Linked DNA regions of Podarcis muralis: region 2 is linked to region 1. The links are chromatin contacts, called in public Hi-C maps. All regions are on one chromosome and are shown on one strand. Each heading gives the region's core, a stretch centred on a gene start, on an enhancer-like site or on the middle of the called end of the contact. The rest is flanking DNA. Distances are from core to core; before and after follow the strand shown. Region 1 holds the start of LOC114584561 (protein Lines homolog 1-like). Region 2 holds the start of LYSMD4 (LysM domain containing 4).

Region 1 (6,357 bases), core at 1,505-4,004:
CCCCCCCAGCCTTCAGAAGAGGTCCGGGGACAGACTGTCCCCGGACCTGGTCTGAAGGCGGTTTCCCTAGGAACGCATTAATTGATTTTCAATGCATTCCTATGGGGAACCGTGCATCGCAAGACGAAAAAACCGCAAGACGAAGAGACTTGCGGAACGAATTAATTTCGTCTTGCGAGGCACCACTGTACTTGGATGTCAGTATATTAACTCCCCCCCCCCCAGACACACCAAGAAGAGTGCTATAAAAGGCCACATGTCCACTCAGAACATAGAGAAAGTGGGTAATGGGGGCAGATGTGTTAATCTGCTATGCAGAATCAACTTCTTCCATATCCCACATATGATCACTGCGATCTGCAGGGGAGCTTCTCCTACAACGTCCAAAGATTTCAGAAGCCCACTCCATAGTAATTTGGAGCAGGTAGCAATGTGGTTCTATGGAAAAGCATTCCTTTCAATATATGACAGATGCCCACTACCTGCACTTTCCAGAAACAATTGTAAACATGCCTTCCCAGCTATGTGAATATGTATATCCTGTAAGTGTCTAGCTGGTATAGCTGTTTTATCTGCTGCTCTTTTCTTTACTGTTTTAAACTGCTGAGCTGCTTTACTGCATTCTCTACATTTCCGTGAGACGTGTGGAAGGTGACAAAAATCCTAAATCTCTGAGGTACTCAGAAAAGGCTTCTCATTCTAAACACATAGTTTTTAATCCAAAGAAAAGAACTCACCATTACTTTTCAATTCCTTCATGCCAGAGAAGGGGTGGAACTTGAGCAGAGGTGACAATATAGGTCACCTCATTCCTCACCACATACCCTTCCCAGATCAACTCATCTTGATTTACCTGCTTCCCTTCTCCCAGAGATGGGAAACCCGTGGCCAGTCAGATGCTGTTAGAAAGCAAACTCCACCCGCCCAAACAGAACTCTTATTAACACAACTAACCCACCCCATCATCTTTCCGATTCTTCCAAATGAGTCACATTTATTCCTTCTGAATCTATTCTTATAATCTCCAACTATGTTCCCAAGCTTCCAATTTGCCTCTGACAAAAAAGTGGCCACATTTCATAACTCCCCATCAACACACAACCTAGCACTACAATCTTAACCACATCATTAGAAAGTAAGCCCCACTAAACTCAATGAAATGAACTTCCAAGTAGACATGTACAGAAATTGAAACTAAAGAAACTAAACTAAAGTAAAAGCTTCCTGGTAGCACAAGCTGTTGAACAGTGAAAGACTACTGTACTTCAGAATGTGATAGGCACTTCAGCATTAGAGCTTTTTAATCAGAGGTTAGATTGCCACATTTGGGGGATGCTGTAGCAACAGCACTGGCAGAGGTTGGATTAAATGACCTTTAATGTACCATCCAACACTATGAGTCTTTCACTTTGGCAGGGGGAGGGATATCGTTTTCAGACACTATTATAAAATAATTAAGTTATTTATGTGGATACAATAAAGCAGCCAAGCAACAATTACAGGATAATAAACAATGGTAAGTTGTTTCTTTAGGTTGTACTGAAACACTAGCTCACTATGGCTAGGATGAACTACAAGCAGAAGACAACTAGCACAGAAGCCAAAGAAAAATCAGGGAAGAGAAGCCCCCTCCTCAGCACAAAAATGCAGCAAACTACTACAGGAGAAACAAAACACTCTCTCTGCCTGACCCCAGAAGGGTTCTAACATTTTTTCCACCCTCAGACTCTTAACTTTTATAGCCATTTTTTTCCAGTTTCTTACCAGCCTTTCCCTGCAAGGTCTACATTTTTTTAGTAGCCTTCTTACCTGTCTGTCAGCCAGAGGTCCTAGGATAGGTTATAAGAGTTAAAAACAAACAAACACAATTACAAAAACAAAACAACTACAGCCATAAAGCTAGGTTAAGGAGCGTTCACTGAAATAAATAATTAAAGAAACAGCAGTTGCAAAGGAAAACTGGGTAAACCTAGCCACCCCTTCTGATATGGCGAAGGGGCTAAGCACCCTACCAAACCTCTAGCGGAGCAGGCCCCTCTCTAGCTTGCAAGCAAGGAGCCAAGGCAGATATCCTATCCCTATCCTATCCCTGCCCCTCCTCCACCATCCCAGGTGAGGCTCACCCAATAATAATAATAACAGCAGCAGCTGCTGCTGCTACCGCCTCTCCTCTCCCCCAGCCCGTGCTGCTATTGGGGGAGGGGGCCGCTAAGCCCCTCCCTCTTCGCCGGCCGTTACCTGTCTGTCTTTCCGTCTCTCTCTCTCTCTCTCTCTCTCTTTTTCAGTCACTCACGGGCCCGGCCCAGCCGCCAGCCCGCGGCCACTTCGCCCCCTCGCTGGCGGGGCAAGGGGGGGAGGGCTTGCGTACTCGAGGAGGAGAAGGGAGCCGTAGGCACTGCTGGGAGGGCGAAGAAGAGAAGCGGCTGCGGAGGGAGACTCACTTTGCACCGACCGACTGACTGACTGAGGAGGAGCCACCTCCTCTCCTCACTCCGGGGTCACCGGGCAGGGGCTGACCCCGGCGCCCAGCCAATCAGCGGCCGCGCTCGCCTCCCCTCCGCCTCGCGCCGCAGCCCACCGCCTCTCCCGATTGGGCCGCGCGGGGGTTCCGAGCGCTCCTCCCCTCCCACATCCCCGTTCCCTCCCCCCCCCTCGCTCTCGCTCTCTTCCTCTCTGTCCCCCCCACCCACTCCCTCCGCCTCACCATAAGGGGCACAGTCCCGCTGCACTCCCTTTCGGCACTTCCGGAATCATGGCAGTAACTTTTTTGTTGTTGTTGTCTCGCCTGCTAACGCCGGGTGTAGAAAAAGAGCTTTTCGTTCAGATAGGCAGTGGGAGAGCGGCTCCCCACATACAAAGCGATGGCCGGTAGCGATTTTCCGTTTAATTCCCCTAAAGTTCATGCTGCGCGAATTTACTCTAAACTTTTCTTATCTCTATGGACTCCCACCGGAAGTTCCGGGTATTGGTGTCACTCTATTTTTTGAAAATTAAAAGATCTATATGTTCTACGGTTCGCTGCTAAGAGAAAGAGCGGGGCGGAGCCTTCCTTATCTCCCTCAGTGCCGGAAAGCGCGAACCAGGGTTGTTGTTTTTTGCGACGGGGAAGGCGGGTCGCTCGGACTTTCCAAGAGGAGGTGTTAGCGCTGCTTCGATGGCTAGGCCTAGAAGCTGGGGTGGGTTGCCTAGCAACGCACGGGCGTTCGTTGTAGTGATGCTGTTGGAGGGCCTTGCGGGGGGGGGGGACGGCTTTTCGCTCTCGGGACGCGGTGGTAGAGCCTTGAGCGGGTTGAGTGGACTGTACCACACTGCAGGTTTGGGGGGGGGGGGAAGGCTTCCTTTATTATGAGAGGCAGCGTGCTTCAGAAAACCGGCTGCTGGGGAACGCGAGCAGGAGAGGAGTTACTATGTTTTGGCTCTGCTTGTGGGCTTCCAAAGAGTCAACAAGATGATGGACTAATCACTAATGTTATGTTGCATTTATTTCCCACCCCACCCCCCCCCCGCCCAAGGAGCTCAAGTTGTGCTTCTGCTTGTCTCCTTCTTTAATCCCCACAACAACCCTGTGAGGTAGGTTAGGCTGAGAAGCAGTGACTGATTGCAATATATCTACATGGTTGCAATAATTCAATAATAATAATTTATTATGTATACCCCGCCCATCTGGCTGGGTTTCCCCAGCCACTCTGGGCAGCTTCCAACAAAACACTATACAGCGGTACCTTGGGTTACATACGTTTCAGGTTACATATGCTTCAGGTTGCAGACTGCGCTAACCCAGAAATAGTACCTCGGGTTAAGAACTTTGCTTCAGGATGAGAACAGAAATTGTGCTCCGGCGGCACAGCAGCAGCAGGAGACCCCATTAGCTAAAGTGGTGCTTCAGGTTAAGAACAGTTTCAGGTTAAGTACGGACCTCCGGAACGAATTAAGTACGTAACCCGAGGTACCACTGTATTGGTGTTAGCACTGTGGCCAAGGAACGAAATAAGAACTTAACCTGAGGTGCCACTGTATATCAATTTAACCCCCCCCCCCCAAAAAAAAAACAATTTCCAGTCAGAAAAATAGCCAGGTAGAAGGCTAAACGAGCCTTCGGTTTGATCCAGCAGGACTCTTACATTCTTAATGAACTGTCCTAGTTAAAAAAATAAAAATGGAATTATCCCTCACCAACCACTAGCACATCACAGACGGAGCTGTTATCTGTCATCAACTCCATCCTGTGTGCAGTTCTGTTCATCCTGTGCTGGTGCTGGACTTCAGATTTTGGTTTTTGTAATATATACAGCGTACAAAAGTCCATTCAGCCCCTTCAGGATCCTACCACCTCATTGTGCTCTGTAAATGTATCAGGTTTCAAGGAAGGACTACCAGGAAGAGATGGGTATATTGATAAGTTTTAAGATGAGGCATATGAGGGAAGGAGTAGGATGCAAAAAAGTTCTTGTGCTTTATATTACTTAATATTTGTAGCATTTGTTATATAGCACTCTAAAGATTTCAAAACGCTTCCTATTACAACAGCATTGTGCCAATCATAGTAATAATTAACCTAAGAAACAACCTAGGTTGATTAACCTAGTAGGTTGCATCCTTACTTCTCTTAATGGTCTCAGGTATGGGTGAGTTTTCAGAAATGAACATAGTTCTGAAATGTGTGTTTGTTTAGCTGAAATGTGTATTTGTTTGGCTGAAATGTTTTATTTGCCAAAGCCATGTGTTTTCTTGATAAATTGTATGCAATAGTAGATTTAGACTGCGATCTTATACATACTTTTCTAGGAGGGTGACCTCATTAGTGTCTGCTTCGAATAGACTTGTAAAGAACTGCACTGTTGGGCTGCAGTATCTATTTTTATTGCTATATCCAGCCTTTCTTTCAAGGAGTTCAATATTCATAGTTCTGATATGCTTTATGTCCCCCATAGATATGCATAAGATTGCACTGTTTACAAAAGTACTTACTTCCCATCAGATAACTAATCTAAACTGTTTGGTCTTCTTGCTGATTTAACAATTTCCTGCTGATGATGATATTCATTATTGCCTTTAATTCTAGATGCACCAGAGAAAAAGCTGCATGAAATGATGAACTTTCTCTGCTTATTGGAGAAGCAACTCAGATCTCTGTAATGTGAATGTGCAAAGAATGACCGAAAATACCAAATTTTCTCACAACTGGGCTTCTCTCCAGCAAATGTATGATGATATGCTGGCAGATGCCTTATTTCTGAAAGATAGTCATAGTTGTGCAGCTCTTCTAAATCCTCCTATATCACTGCGACACTTGTCATCAACAAATAGAAAATCATGGGCAATGAGTCTGTTTTCTCCTAACACTGGTGCTTGGAACTCTTCTGATCCAGCGTTTACAGCCCTCAAGACAGATGATGAGCCGGACACATCTGAAAATGTGATTCATTCAATATGCCATTCACGAGAAATTATGCTGCTTCAGTTAACCTTGATCAAGATGATGCTATCCAAAATGCAATCCCAAGGGGTGGCAGTTGAATCAAAACAGAAATATGTAGAGATTATTAGAATTCTTTTGAAAGAAGCCAACATAGACTCAAAATTAGTAAGTTTTGGGGTGCTTCCCCACCCCCACCCCCCAAATAGCTCCGTTGCTAAGATATCCCTTATCTATAATTCCTCCCTTTTCCACTTATTGCAGATTCATCTGTTACTTATTTCTGATAAACAACTGTCTTATCAGGCTTCCAAAGCTTTGGTCTTCCTTGTGCGTTTTCAACTAACAGAAGAGGTGAGTTGCAAAGTGGGCTTTGGGCTAGTTCCCACTAAAACAGCTTTCTGCTTCACTCTTTGTTTTTTGAAGTAGGTGTGTAATTAAGTCAGCTGCATCAATCAGTTGATTTAAAAATCTGTTCAAGTAATTAGGGGATCCTTTTTAAATCAATCATAATGTTTTTAAAGTTCATTATTTTTTATTTAAGTACTTTAAAATCTGTGGATGGCAGATATCTTCTTAGAAAAGGCTTTCTTTTGCACACCAGAGGGAATTATGGGATTTTCTGTTAAGTTCAATGGGGCTTACTGTTGTGTAAATGGCTGCAACTGTGTACCTACATAGAACTCAGTGGGGCTTACTTCTGAGTAGACTTATAGGAGAATGCTGTTAATTGATTAAACAGCCAATATTTCTTTACTTAGCAGGGCCATTTTTAAGGTGGTGTTTGAGAAATGAATCACTTTTTCTTCTTTTAACTAATCAGATTTTGTAATGTTACTCCATCACCCTAGGCTGGTTTAATGGGGGGGGGGTGCTTCTTTACTGTGAGGTGTGAGGGTAGAACAGTCACTCAAAACATGGTCAGACAAAACACTTGCGTC
Region 2 (6,357 bases), core at 2,020-4,519, 290 kb after region 1:
AATATGGGTGAACTGCTAAGCGTTTAGAAGTATCATAGAATACCATACAACAAAGCAGGTAATATAAGGTTCCAAAAAATGGAGACAAGTTCCTATCAGCGAATAGACTTGCTCATCTAGTAAGGCCTGGGTAATTTTTTAAAGGTGTTAGAATAGGATGAAAACTATGCCTGTCTAATTTTGAGGGAAGATGTGCTCCACAGTGCAGCTGCACTAAAGGTTTAGTCTGAAAAGTCACATACCATATTGTATTTTTGTCAAGTTGCTGTGAGACTTTTTATTGTAAAAAGCAACTGATGAAATGAAATCTAATGATAATAATAATAATAATAATAATAATAATAATAATAATAATAATAATAAAAACAACTTGGGTCCCAAAACAAACTGAGTCCCAAGTTTGTTTAGTTAAGAATCATGCCTGCTTTGGCACAAAACCACACACATGTGATAACACATGTGAGGCTGTCAGTAGTTTTGTCACACACAAACATTCTCCATCCAAGGAACATCTTATTAAAATTCTGTGAAAGAAAGAAAGAAAGAAAGAAAGAAAGAAAGAAAGAAAGAAAGAGAAAGTAAGTGCCAAGGTAAACAGACCGGCGCCAAATTTACATACCTCGCTCAAATCAGCTTCTCCCCAGGCAGTGATGTTGCGATAGCTGGAATTAATTCACTGAGGAGGAACACACATATCCCCTGTGCAGAAGGTTAGATTGCAAGGTCTTTGGGGCAAAGATCTTTCAACTTGCACGTTTAAGCTCCTTGCCCATGAATGTTGCTCTATTAAAAAAAGAAAGATTTCAAGAGAGGAAAGACAGAAAAGCCTATTTAATCCTTTGCCAACCTGGTGTCATCCAGATGTTTTGGATTACAACTCCCATTAGCCCCAGACAGCACGCAGACCCAGTTGGGATCCAGAACATCTGGAGGGCACTGGGTTGGCAAAGGCTGGCCTAATGCATGCCATATTGTTTGATCCAGACCAAAGCCATGGGCGATGCACAATCAGTTCCAAAACAACAGGGTGTTGTTCTCCAGCTCTGTGTCTGAAGTCTGCTGCTAAAACCTGAATTGTTCTTTTGATCAGCAAAAGGCTCCTAATAGCCTGGCCAATTGCATGGTCCAACAATGGCAGAGGCCAAGGAGAACCCAGCTGTACCAAGCCAAGGGCCCATTAGACCAGCACTCCATTCTCACAGTGGCCAAGCAGATGTCTCTTCGGAAGCTCACCAGCAGAACCAGGGGCTCCCAGAGGGTTTATGGGGCCTGGGGCATGTGCAACTTGGAGTTCCCCTACAAGAACTCAAGAATGTGTGTACAAAGGGAGGCATGTGAAAATTATTGCTTGCATGGACTGCGTGCGAGCAGTGGCGTAGCGTGGGGGGTGCAGGGGGGGCCGGCCGCACCGGGCGCAACATCTGGGGTTAGGGCAAATCCACAGGTTAGGGGGCGCAAATCCACGGGTTAGGGGGCGCAAATCCATGGGTTAGGGGGCGCAAATTACTTGCCTTGCCCCGGGTGCTGACAATCCACGCTACGCCACTGCGTGCGAGAAGCAGAAATCTCACACGCAGCTCTTGGAAAAAGGAGGGCCATTCCCTGGCAAGAGCTGGCACAGTTTACATCACAGACAAGCTGGAAGAACATAGTAAATGTGTATCAAACATATCCTACAAAATTAGAAAGCAAGGAACAAAATAAAGTTGGAAACACTTTCTGTGTCTAGGTGCATGCAACAGGAATTGCAGGTCTAAGCAAAGTCTTCCTTGTCTTCATTGATGCAAAGTTATCCTGACTTGAGAGCCAGTGCAGTGTAGTGGTTAGAGTGCTGGCCTACGACCAAGGAGCCCCGGGTTAAAATCCCCAGCCTTCCACCAGCAATATGGAGAGAATGATACTGGACTATCTGGACTACTGGACTATTTTACAGCCTTGTTGCAAATTTACTAAGCTGATTTTAGGCCTAGGGCTTGGAAAAACTCTGGGGGTTCAGACCTGCGTGACCTCGCCCAGTCGCTGTCTCCCAGCCTCACCTACGCCGCAGGGTTGTTGTGAGGCTAAAACGGGGAAGGGGAGGAAAAACAAGGGCATCCCCTTGAACTCTTTGGAGGAGGTAAAGGTAAAGGGACCCCTGACCATTAGGTCCAGTCGTGACCGACTCTGGGGTTGCGGTGCTCATCTCGCTTTATTGGCTGAGGGAGCCGGCGTACAGCTTCCGGGTCATGTGGCCAGCATGACTAAGCCGCTTTTGGCGAACCAGAGCAGCGCATGGAAATGCCGTTTACCTTCCCGCCGGAGTGGTACCTATTTATCTACTTGCACTTTGATGTGCTTTCAAACTGCTAGGTTAGCAGGAGCAGGGACCGAGCAACGGGAGCTCACCCCGTCGCGGGGATTCGAACCACTGACCTTCTGATCAGCAAGTCCTAGGCTCTGTGGTTTAACCCACAGCGCCACCCGCGTCCCATCTTTGGAGGAGAGGGTGGTATAAAAATGCAGTAAATAAACAAGGCTGCATCCCCTGTTCCTAGGAATTTGGCTGCAACAATTACCTCATAATAATAATAATAATTTATTATTTGTACCCCGCCCATCTGGCTGGGTTTCCCCAGCCACTCTGGGTGGCTTCCATAGAAACCAAAAACCCCACTAAAATATCATACATTAAAAACTTCCCTGAACAGGGCTGCCTTAAGATGTCTTCTGAATGTCAGGTAGTTGTTTATCGCTTTGACATCTGCTGGAAGGGTGTTCCACAGGGTGGGCGCCACTACCGAAAAGGCCCTCTGCCTGGTTCCCTGTAGCTTTGCTTCTCGCAATGAGGGAACCGCCAGAAGGCCCTCGGCGCTGGACCTCAGCGTCCGGGCAGAACGATGGGGGTGGAGACGCTCCTTCAGGTATACTGGAGCAATTTATTCTTGACAGCAATTATGAAGCGGCCTTCATACGAGGCCCCAGCAAGCTCAGCCCCCTGCTACTGCTGCTAGAGTACTGCCTTTCCCCACACCTTCCAATATCTATGGGGAGCAAAGAAAGAAGGGGGTTAAAAAACAAACAAACAAGGCTGCTGTTCCTTTAAGGCCAACGCGCGCTTCCCTCCTCCGCCTCCCGAGGCACGTTCCTGCGCTGACCTCTCCGCCGAACTTGACTTCAAGGAACTGCTCTACGCCCGCCTCCGCCCACCAAGCCCTAGCCGTGCCCATTCTAGCAGGTGATTGGCTGCGATGCTGCTCTTGCCCGCCTTTCCTGGGCCATTCCGAACTATCCGGCCGGAGAGGCAGCCCACAGCAAGTTCGGGTGAGGCCAAGCAGCTGGGGCGAGAGGAAGGAAGGAAGGAAGAGGGGCAGCTGGGAAGCAGGTCGCCTGCAAATAAAAGCAGGTAGGGCTGAATGGTGGTTGGTGGGGATGGGAGTATTAGATCAGGAGCAGCTGATCTGGAAGGGACACCCTTGAACCTGGGAGTTCTGGGTTCCCCTTCAACTGGGGGGCTCCTCTGTTCTTTGTAAGGGCTGCAATTCTAAACCCCACACTTTCCTGGCAGTAAGCCCCATTTGATTGAGTGGTACTTGCCTCTGAGTAGACCAGGCTTTGCTTTTGGAGGCGTTTGGCTCGCAATACTAAAAACCCACTTTCCTTGGGAGTAAGCCTCATTAATTCACTAGGACTTGCCTCTGAGTAGATCTGGCCAGGATCACGCTACAAGTGTTTCCTTTTATTGCTTGGGAGTGTGGGCAGAGAAGAGAATTTGCCTGGGTATTTACACACACACACACACACACACACACACACACACACACCATTTTCCATTGCAATAAACAAATGATGTGTAGGAATCTTTGCTCTTTGCTCCAGGGGCTTAGAAAGGGAGCCAGGGGTGTGTTGATGTGGAGAGTGGTTTTTCTTTTTAACTTGTACGGCTTTCTTTGAGGTGTGCAGGTAGGACTCCTCTACCCCATACACAGAACAAGGCAGAGGATGACTGAGGCATTGAAATTCAGGACTGCAGCACTTAAGACTTCCGGGGTGGAGGGTGTGTGTGTCATAGTTTGGGATGCTAACTAAAGCTTTGTTTGTGCATCTAGTAAACTAGCCCAGTAGGTTTGCGGTGCGGGGAACCTGTTGCCCTTTTGTGCTAGTCAACTAATTGAAGGGATATGGTTTTGCTTTTAAGCACATCCTGGAGTCTGTATAATACAGTCCACATTTATTCATGCTGTTTACTGCCTAATGTGTGGAGCTGCTATTGATGTGGTGCCCTCAGTGTGGGCCTTTTAAACAGAGACTCAGCAAAAAGAGCATGAGGGCTCCCAAAGAGGGCAGGGCCAGCTTACGTCAAACTGTGCTGACACACATTACCATCTAAAGGCTCTTTGTGTGCCAAATTGAGTCCAAAGTCCAAAATTGCACAACTATTTTCTACTAGGATACTTCTTTTGATCTGGTTGGAGGGTAATGGGGAATGCAGGTAGCTTTAATTGGTCCCTTCTCTCCCCCCCCCCCCCACCCTGTAGTTTAGGGCAATGTTTTTTTAAAAGCAACACCTACCTCCTCCTCCCTCTTCTTCAGCGATCACTTGTAGCCGAGTAAGATTGTCTTCCATAAACATGGTTTTAACAGTGAGTCTGTAAGACACTGTGGAGGCCAATTCTGGATCCACATCCTTCCACAGTGGGGGCATAGGTTTCTGGGCAGGAGTTGATCACTGTGAGGGTTTGCTAATTGTGCCTTCCTCTTAGTGCATTTCTCCCTTTTGTCCTGAGTTCGAGTGTCTTCAAAACCCATGACACCTTTGGTAAAGGCTGTTCTCCAACTGGAGCACTCACAGGCCAGTGTTTTCCAGTTGTCAGTGTTTACACTACATTTTTTTTTGGATTTGCCTTGAGAGAGTCTTTGATCCTCTTTTGCTGACCACCAGCATTACACTTTCTATTTTTAAGTTCAGAATAGAATAGTTGATTTGGGAGATTATAATCAGGTAGGTTAGGGCACAAATATGATACGCTGCCAAAACAATAGAAAGTTGAACAGCGATGTCCCCTTATCTGGCATCATTCTCCTGATGTACAGAGGAGAAGGCCTTGAGGGGCCTGGGAAGGAAATCCTATGCTGATGAGAGCGAGGGTGCTTTCATGCTACTTGAGAGCCTGTTGGAGGCAGCATCTGGCTGTGCTCTGTTGGAAACAGGATTTTTGGCTTGATGTGGCAGCAGGGCCCTTCTTATCTGTTCTAGTAAGTGAGAACAGCAGTAGCTCTTAATTTTCCCCAAGGATTAGATCAAAGACCTGAGAATAAGATAACCTGAACATGTGGCTCTGATTTTCCATTCTTGGATTTAAAGAAAAAAGACTACTGGGTGGGGGCAGAGTCTATGGCCCAGTCATGATTATTTATCAAGGGATGGGATAACTGAAGGTCCAAACCAATTTTGAAGGGGCTACTCTGAGCCTTCCCTGACGCAACTTGCCGGTGGACAAGTCATCAAAGCAAGGCAGGCTGTCCTGGGACATAAAGTGTTCTGAAACAGGGCGTGTAAGTTTTCAAAAGATCTTTAGCCTTGGAAGGCAGAGAGTCACTCCTGTCACGGGGATCTCTTAGCACCTGGAAGGTATGTTCAACCTTTGCTTTGGGGACGGGCTCAGTGATAAAGCCAAAGGACCCAGGTTCAATCCCTGCTGTCCTCCTGTTTGAAATGCTGGAGTGCTGTTGTCAGCTGCTGCAGACCAGGGGTAGCCAATATGGTGTCTTCTAGATGTTGCTGGATTACAACCCACATCTTCCCTGTTGCCCATGACGGCAGGGGCCAGTTGGAGTCCAACAAGGTCTGGAGCGCAGCACATTGGCTATGTCTGGTGTAGACAGTACTAAGCTATGCAGGCCAGTTGTAGAAGGCTGTTTCAGTGTTCATCATTCTATGTTCTCAGAAGCTCAGGGAGGGATGGCTGGGGAAGGGCTTTGTCTGTGGCAGTTGTGGAACTCCTTCCCCCCATCCCCAGCGGTACATCTGGCACATTCATTATCCCGATTTGACAAATGCTGAAGACACAGCTCTTTACTCTGGCATTGGACACTTGAGGTGCATATTTTTAGCACCCACTTTATTTCTGTAAGTTGTTTTAAACTGTTTTTAACACTGTGTTTTAATTGTTGTTACCCGTCCTGGGACCTTAGAGTAAAGATAATGATGGTGATGATAGTTTATAAGTATGTACAATGAGATAATATGTATTTAAATACCAAAAAAAAAATATTGCAGGTTTCCCCCCCCCCCCTTAATCCAGATTGTTCTGACCATTTTCTGCAGCAGATTTGTGGATGAACTAAATGCAGAACTGATATGGAATAGACCAGACATAG

What was found. Hi-C and Micro-C count contacts between places; a contact is called where the count stands out from the background.
Region 2: a contact with region 1 is called in a Hi-C map of tail, with 5 times the contacts expected there. The contact joins the promoter of LYSMD4 here to the promoter of LOC114584561 in region 1. A contact is called at or near these places in 2 of 3 Hi-C or Micro-C datasets (blood and tail).

The regions. Positions count from the first base shown.
Region 1 is chr14:23,123,135-23,129,491 of rPodMur119.hap1.1, forward strand. LOC114584561 (protein Lines homolog 1-like) reads left to right here and starts at 2,755. Exons shown (of 17, transcript XM_028706527.2): 1 at 2,755-2,868; 2 at 5,063-5,584; 3 at 5,681-5,770. The coding sequence starts at 5,153. It overlaps ASB7 (ankyrin repeat and SOCS box containing 7), which reads right to left and starts at 2,729. Exons shown (of 6, transcript XM_028706537.2): 1 at 2,705-2,729.
Region 2 is chr14:23,409,081-23,415,437 of rPodMur119.hap1.1, forward strand. LYSMD4 (LysM domain containing 4) reads left to right here and starts at 3,270. Exons shown (of 3, transcript XM_028706717.2): 1 at 3,270-3,382. It overlaps LOC114583954 (a long non-coding RNA gene), which reads right to left and starts at 3,165. Exons shown (of 4, transcript XR_013390668.1): 1 at 620-3,165.